Regions from separate parts of the Gasterosteus aculeatus genome. Here region 1 is linked to region 2. Evidence: chromatin contacts called from public Hi-C data. All regions are on one chromosome and are shown on one strand. The core of a region is the stretch at or near the end of the contact, and the rest is flanking DNA. Distances in the headings are between cores, read along the strand shown.

Region 1 (3,551 bases), core at 67-2,566, 59 kb after region 2:
TGGGACTCACCTCTCTGCTGGGCATGGCAGCATCGCCATAGCAACGCGGTCAGGAGCGCGAGCCCGAGTCGCTCCATCTCCAGTCCAATCGCGAGTATTTGGGATTTCGCGCAGCTCCGTGCGGCGTTTATTGTCAGAGGAAAGTTTCACAGAAGTTGACGCAAACTCTCGCTCACCCCCCCCCTTTCTCTCTCTTTCTCTCTCCCTCCCTCCCTCCCTCTATCACCTCCCTCCTCCCCCCTTCTCTCCCTACTCCTCCTCTTCCTCTCGTTCTCTTAATAGATGGATACAAACTCTTTTTCCAAATCTAGCAACAAAGTAAATCTTATATTACCTAATCTTGTGTTGTTGTGTGTTAGTGTTCGCTATATCAGTCAAATACATGTAAAATCAATATCATACAACATAAGAAGTATATATACTTTATGTTTCAATGGGAGCATAATGGAAGCATAACATTTAAACGCTCAAGTAAAGTTTCCTTTAAAAATTTGTGTTTGTTTACATCCTGGGGCTTTTGGGAGGATATTTGCGTAATCACAACATATTGTTAACAAAAGTTAACAAAGTAATGACCATGTGAAGCTGTTACAGCAGAAGTCAGGCATGAAATCCATGAAGGGGTAGAAAGCTGCTGTACGTCAGTGTTCTGCAGAATTTTTGTGGAAAAAAAGCTCAATCAATCAAAAAGAAAGAAAAAGGACAGTGGAAAGAAGTGAATGGAGCACAGAACACTTCAGAAGTGAAGAGTGGGACTGAAGTTTGGGTGCAGCTGCGTTCTGTGGCTCCTCCTGCTGCCCCGCAGAACTCACCACAGTCTGGGGCAAAAGCCAAAGCATAAACGTCCGCGCTTTATCCATTTGTCAGAGGGTTTGTTAATAAACGCATGTTTGAACTTTCCAAAAAAGTTTCCAAAGTGAAAAGTGAGTTTTTTTATCGATGGCGAAAGGTTTCTGATTAATGAAACCGATTGGCAAGGCAAGGCTTTTATTCGTATAGCACATTTAATCGTTAATTGTCAAAGTGTTGAACAGTTAAGAACACTGATTGAAACAAAAACACTAAATTGAAGATGAAAAATTCAACGCTAAAGAAACTAGAAATAGAATAAACTTTGCAGTGCGGTTTAACGCTGACTTTGTTCTCGGTAGAAAGTGAACCAGGCGAGAGCTCCTGGCGGTTTACTAGATATCTGCAGATCAGAAATGTACCCTGGCCTTCACTGATAGCACATAAAAAAACACAACCATTGACCCTGCAGGTTAACATTTTAATTACAGCATTGATATCACATCATGTGAGTTTATATTTATGCTGGCAAGTGAAGGTGAAAACATTTTTACTTTGCAAAAAAAACTAAAGTTAAGTTTTGGCCTCCACTTTATCCCTGATTGTACGTATTTACTGTGGAGGCCACTTAGTTGTTTACTCCTTCGCTGTCAGAAACCTACGCATATTATATTGTTACAGCTCACCAACCTGTCAATCACTTCCGTCAATCCCTGTGCATCTGAGCGCTGGTGCTATTGTGTGAGTGGCACTGTTGTTTGTACAGTTTCTTTACCGGCAGACATTTTGTGTGTGTCCGTGTGTGTGTGTCTGAGGGCAAAGAGAGTATGTTTTTTTTGTCCAGTTTAAGTCAAGCTGTCTCAGACCTCCAGAGGCGGGGAGGCTGACTCGGCACACGGCGAGGCTGAGGATGGGCTCTCTTCGCTGGGCTCGCGGCTCTGGTCGGCCCTGGAGGTCTGCCGGCTCCCTTTGGGGCTGGGCAGCGTCAAGGCTACCGCAACATCTGGACTGGGCATCACGGTGAGTCGCATTCGTTCCTGTAATTATTGCACTAAATATGGATATACAATCTAATAATCCAAGAATAAAATTCAATATTGTGGTTTTGATCGGCAGGTTGTTTGCGGGGGATGAGGAGATGCAGATTCTGACCCACAGCGACGAGCTGAACAGAAGCTATGGTGAGAACACAGATGACCCCCGAAGAGAAAGAACCTCGCCTGGAAGAACTGAGCAAGATAATCCCAGTGTCCCAGAATCCACCTGCACCTTTCTGCAGGGGACCCCAGTTTTCAAAGAAACCAGAGCCACCGTCACCGTGACCTCAGCGGTTTCCAGTCAGTCTGCCAGAGGAAGAGGATCCTCCGAGAAACACGGACTTCCTGAGGACAGAGAGCGGAACGAAGGGGGAGAGGAAGGTGTGGAGGGGACTTCTCACTTCTGTAGCAGCCCGGATGAAGTTTGTCCAGCGCAGAGCCCCAACGCGGGGGTCCGAGGTGGGGATCCCACTCTCACCATCACCACCTGGGAGGCGGGCTGGAATGTCACAAATGCTATCCAGGTACACCTATTCATCAATAAGCACGGTCAGAAACCTCCTCCATGTCTAAGACAGCACTTCTCTTCTTCATTATTTTAGCTATTTAACTTGAATATGTTTCCCTACTGTGTTTATGTGTATGTGGGAAAAAAACGTGTAGAACTTCTACCAAATACATGCAATGTAAGAAAGAACGTCAAAAAGCCTCATCCGGGACAACGAACTATACGCGTTGGTCAAGGTGATCAAATAATTGCCCAGCAATGCTTGTTGCAACCGTTTCTTCTTTCAAAGTTGGAGCTGGCAGCTGGCTTAGATTTTCTGATAGCAAACCCCTCGTTTACTGCAGCTGCAAACATGGGAATCGTTGTTAAGTTGGTTCAGTCCCAGTATGTCATTCATCCTCTTTGTCAAAACCGTTATGGCTTATGACGCTGTAGACGCGGAGCGGCGCTCACGTGAGCGTTCCTTTCACCGAATAACTGCAGTGTAATTGACCAACGATGACATCGGGGAACCAATACAGTGGATGTAGGCATAGGGTTACACACACACACACACACACACGCTAACAAATGAAACATGATATTCAGTTTATAGACAAGTGTTTAATTTGGCTGGTTTATTGCTGCTCGTCTGTTCTAAAATCTCCTAAAACAGTATCGGGTTGTTTCCAGCGTCGTGTTTTATAGGTTATTACCTCAATCAGGGACCTCAGCCAAACGGATCGCTGCAGTAGTCCGTTCGGTTGAGGTCACACGCGAGGTTAAATCGAGAGGACTGCTGGACGACTAACGTAGGTGAAAGGTGCCTCGAAGATCTCAGACGGTTATGGAGCACAACGATAACCGACGCCGATTGTATCTGACGTATAAAACATCAGAGCGATGAGAACTGCTCCACTTGTTAAGAGGCAAACAGATGTATTTGTAATGGAATAAAAAATGGGAGTTTTCCGGTGGCTGATTAATGATGCCAACATAACTATGCGATGTCTGCCAGCTTGATAAAGTTTTATTAGCGAGTGAATTTGCTGCCAAAAATGCAAAAACCAGCTCCAGCTTTCAAGACTTGGGAATATCATGGAGCAGTTTTTATTTCGACAGTTAATGAGGCGGATCCTCTTTGAGTGGCCTGATTGCAGATTAGATGTGTGCAGCTTGTGTTTCTGATGTTGATGCCACAACGTATGTCAATTCCACTTCTTTAAAACGACATCGTA
Region 2 (3,502 bases), core at 800-3,299:
TGTGTGTGTGTGTGTGTGTGTGCGCGCGCGCCATGCGGGTGACATCTGTCCACCAAACACAGAAACACTCCCTCTGTGGTCATTTGGAGATAATGTCGATCTATGGTAGCAAATCGCAAGATATAAATATCTAATTCAAACCAATGTGTATATGAAGTTTCTATTAGAGAGACTTTCAACAATTGTATTTGACATCGACCGTCAAATCTTTGACCGAATAAAGAATAACAACTAAAAAAGGACGCTGCAGAGAAATAAAGCATTTGTCCCTGTGTCTTTTGAGCCAACAATTATTACATTTCTACACACACGGATGATGTTCCTCCACTTTTACTTAACGCCTCTACCTATTTTAATGATATTTCACTCCGTTGCAACTATATTCAAGCCCGGAGCGACAGTTTTCGGCGAGATCCTTTAGAGACAACAACACGTGGCCCCTCTTTTCAGCAGAGGAGACGAGAACACGATGAAGACGTGGGTCAAAAAGCGAGAAGAGGGGCCACAGAGCTGAGGGGTCAGCGGCGATGGATTGAGGCGTTTGATTAAGCGCTGTCCTCGTGGCACCATTAACCCTGGCGTCCCCATAACCTACTTGTTACTTGGAAGATGGAGTGGGCAGGCGCAGGGCTGGCAGTCCGCAGGTGACCCCCGGCTGGCGTTGCCGTAATAACCAGGCAGGCAGGAGTCACAGTGAGGGCCGGTGGTGTGGTGGGCGCAGTCCTGGAGGAAGTAAGTTACATCGGGAAAATCAATAAAATAATAGTTTCCGCATTATTGGAAACCTCCAAACCCGCCCGTGTGTTGAACGAAACTTTAGAGAAGAAGATAATAAGGTAGCATTGATTGCGTAGGTCTTCTTTTTAAATGTTCTCTTTTCTTAAATATTGTTTAGAAAAGCTCTTTACTTTGCATCATCTCTAGTGTATTAGTGTAAACACAGAAAGCTAGAACGAAATCCAATTCATCCACTTCCGTTTGGCCATTTATCCCGAAAACATGAAGCTGAATAACGAGCCACAAATTGAGTTAATCCCAAATGTAAATGCAATAATGAACGTGAAAAGGAAAACCCATGAGCTAACAACAAAACTAGCTATTATAGTAATTAATGTCACACTTTGCTGGAGGTGCTACAAAGGTAGAGGTAATCGGCTAAGGCACTGCAAAATCTATGGCTGTAATTCATTTTTTGTATTATTTTTGTATCCTTACGCTGTCTCCTGGGACTGGTGTTTTACTGGCGTTCTCTCTCTGTGACCAAAAGTCAATCAATATGAAAAGAAGACCAACAATGTTACGAGTCCCGATTAAGTTCTCCTTCAAACCCTTTAACCTCGCTTTGATTGCCTCGCCGTACAAAACCTAAACAACTCCTTCTTAACATATTCCGGAGCAGCAACAAAAAGAAATTATGTAATTAAAAGTATCACATACCATCAACCTGATGAAGCCAAATAAATGTAATTTGGAGTGTATATGTCATATTATATATGATCATTTTACCAGTTACTTTAAAAGTGTTACTCCCACTGGGGAAACAAGGCTGTCATTTGTTTTCTGTTCTCTTGTTCAGCTGCAATAACAGTTGATTTCACGTAGCTGCTGGTCAGTTAGGTTGCATGTAATTAACTTTACAGATCAAATGTCTGTTTGCTGCTGAAACACACGGCCTGTGCAGCATCAGTCAGTCATTCAGCTACAGCCGGAAAACACAGTTCTATGGGGAAGGAGTGTGTCCATCTCTCTGTCTGCCTGCCACTGTGCATGGACATGTCTGTCTATGTGTGTGTATGAGAGAGAGAGACACAGAGAGAGAGAGAGAGAGAGACACAGAGAGAGAGAGAGAGAGAGAGAGAGAGAGACTGCTCGTCTGTCTGTCTTTAGCGTGTGTGTTCGCTCTCTGACATATCCAAGCATCCTCCTCATCTATAATAAAACACAACATGATAATACAAAACCCACAGCTCTAGGTGTGTGTGTGTGTGTGTGTGTGTGTGTGTGTTTAGTTTGATGTTAACTGACAGCTTAAGCCTGAGGCAATGTGCAGTCTGCGGAGTGAGAATGTGTGTGTGTGTGTGTGTGTGCACAATGATGCACATGAGCAGGCTGGCGTGCATGTGCGTTAGTTTGTGTGTCCTTACAGCATATTTAAATGTGTATGTAAACGCTGTGTGTGTCAGGGTGAAGCCAGGGTGCGAGTCGTTTTGCTCGCAGTCCCGCTTACGACCACTAGATGGTGACTCTGGGGAAATTGTATTTGTGAAGGGATTTTAACGTTGTTTAAAAAATAGAATCAATGTGTATTGTTTTACTGGAGACATCATTGTTTAAGTGAAGAATGAATTCTTCTATTATTTTGAACTATTTTTAAGCTTCTTCAGAATATCCATGCCTGTAAGCGATTGTTTTTCTTCATTATATTGCTGATATTGATTTAAAGACATTACTACATATTCCTACAGTTAATGGAATGATGATAAATCAAATTGCGGTGAATGATGTAAAATCACAATACAGGCAAAACTTTTATAATGCTTAATATATTCTTCACGTTGTTCAAAATACAATCCTTCCACATTCTGGAAACAGAAGTGATAAAATGTTTCTGTGAAAGTTTCAGCATGCAGTTTAAACACAGCAGAACTTTATTTATGGTAAAAAAGACAACTTTATTCCTTTTTAGTTCACTAATTTGAGTAAAGCAGAGTGCATCAGTTGTGTGATTCTGAGCCCTGACTGACAAGCATCTTCATCGACCTGTTGATCATCTTACCAGGCAGTGTCCAGTGAGCTCGTGGCATTGAGAAGTGTGTCCATGGCAATAGCAAGCTTCACACACACCGTTGTACAGATTCCCGTTAATCCTCCGAAATCCGGGAATACACGCCTGAAACACACACACACTTGTGAATGTTTTCACTGCAGATTGAGAATGAACTGGCAAAGACTGGCTTGAGATATACCGTATATAGTTTTTGTCATACCTCACATGTATGTTTGTGAGTGTATTTTACATTTACCAGGAGGTGTGTATCCGAGCTTACCTCACAAGACGTTCCAGCATATCCAAGAGGACAAGAGCAGCTCTCTACGGCTGATGCTCTCCTCTCTCCTCCGGCGGAGGGATTAGCTACCTGCATCGAGAATGCGTGGAGTCTGCACACACACAAGCGCACACACACAAACATACAGTTGTATAGTCCAACATGTGTCTTCACTTACTAAGCGAGGCTATTTGGCTGATTAGGCAAGAACCTTTATGAGCAGAGTTCAATTTCTCATACAGAATATACACCAATTAAACTTTCCCCCTTATGATTAGGTTACAGGAGGTCGAAGTGGGGTTATCCACTGGACAACGGTATGAGCTGCTTGAGGGACTCGGATCTGGGCAAATTGTTTTGTTTCTACGATATTTCATTTCTTAATTTGTTTATATTGTTGCTACAGATCAATACTGAACATGTTAGGTTTCGGAGCGTTGTGTGATGGCTGTGGC

What was found. Hi-C and Micro-C count contacts between places; a contact is called where the count stands out from the background.
Region 1: a Hi-C map of skeletal muscle shows a contact between it and region 2, with 4 times the contacts expected there. The contact joins the promoter of LOC120807873 here to the enhancer-like site in region 2. A contact is called at or near these places in 2 of 6 Hi-C or Micro-C datasets (both in skeletal muscle).

The regions. Positions count from the first base shown.
Region 1 is chr18:7,885,749-7,889,299 of fGasAcu3.hap1.1, forward strand. It overlaps LOC120807873 (vesicular inhibitory amino acid transporter-like), which reads left to right and starts at 1,317. Exons shown (of 8, transcript XM_078093884.1): 1 at 1,317-1,809; 2 at 1,906-2,350. The coding sequence starts at 1,700. It overlaps lama2 (laminin, alpha 2), which reads right to left and starts at 250. Exons shown (of 74, transcript XM_078093078.1): 1 at 11-250. The coding sequence starts at 77.
Region 2 is chr18:7,825,777-7,829,278 of fGasAcu3.hap1.1, forward strand. lama2 (laminin, alpha 2) reads right to left here. Exons shown (of 74, transcript XM_078093078.1): 17 at 3,048-3,159; 18 at 2,777-2,890; 19 at 596-723. Among protein-coding and RNA genes, the nearest start is that of lama2, 58 kb to the right of the region's middle. Within about 2 kb of position 2,050, at least 1 of the 9 cell types and tissues checked has open chromatin away from gene starts, as enhancers often do.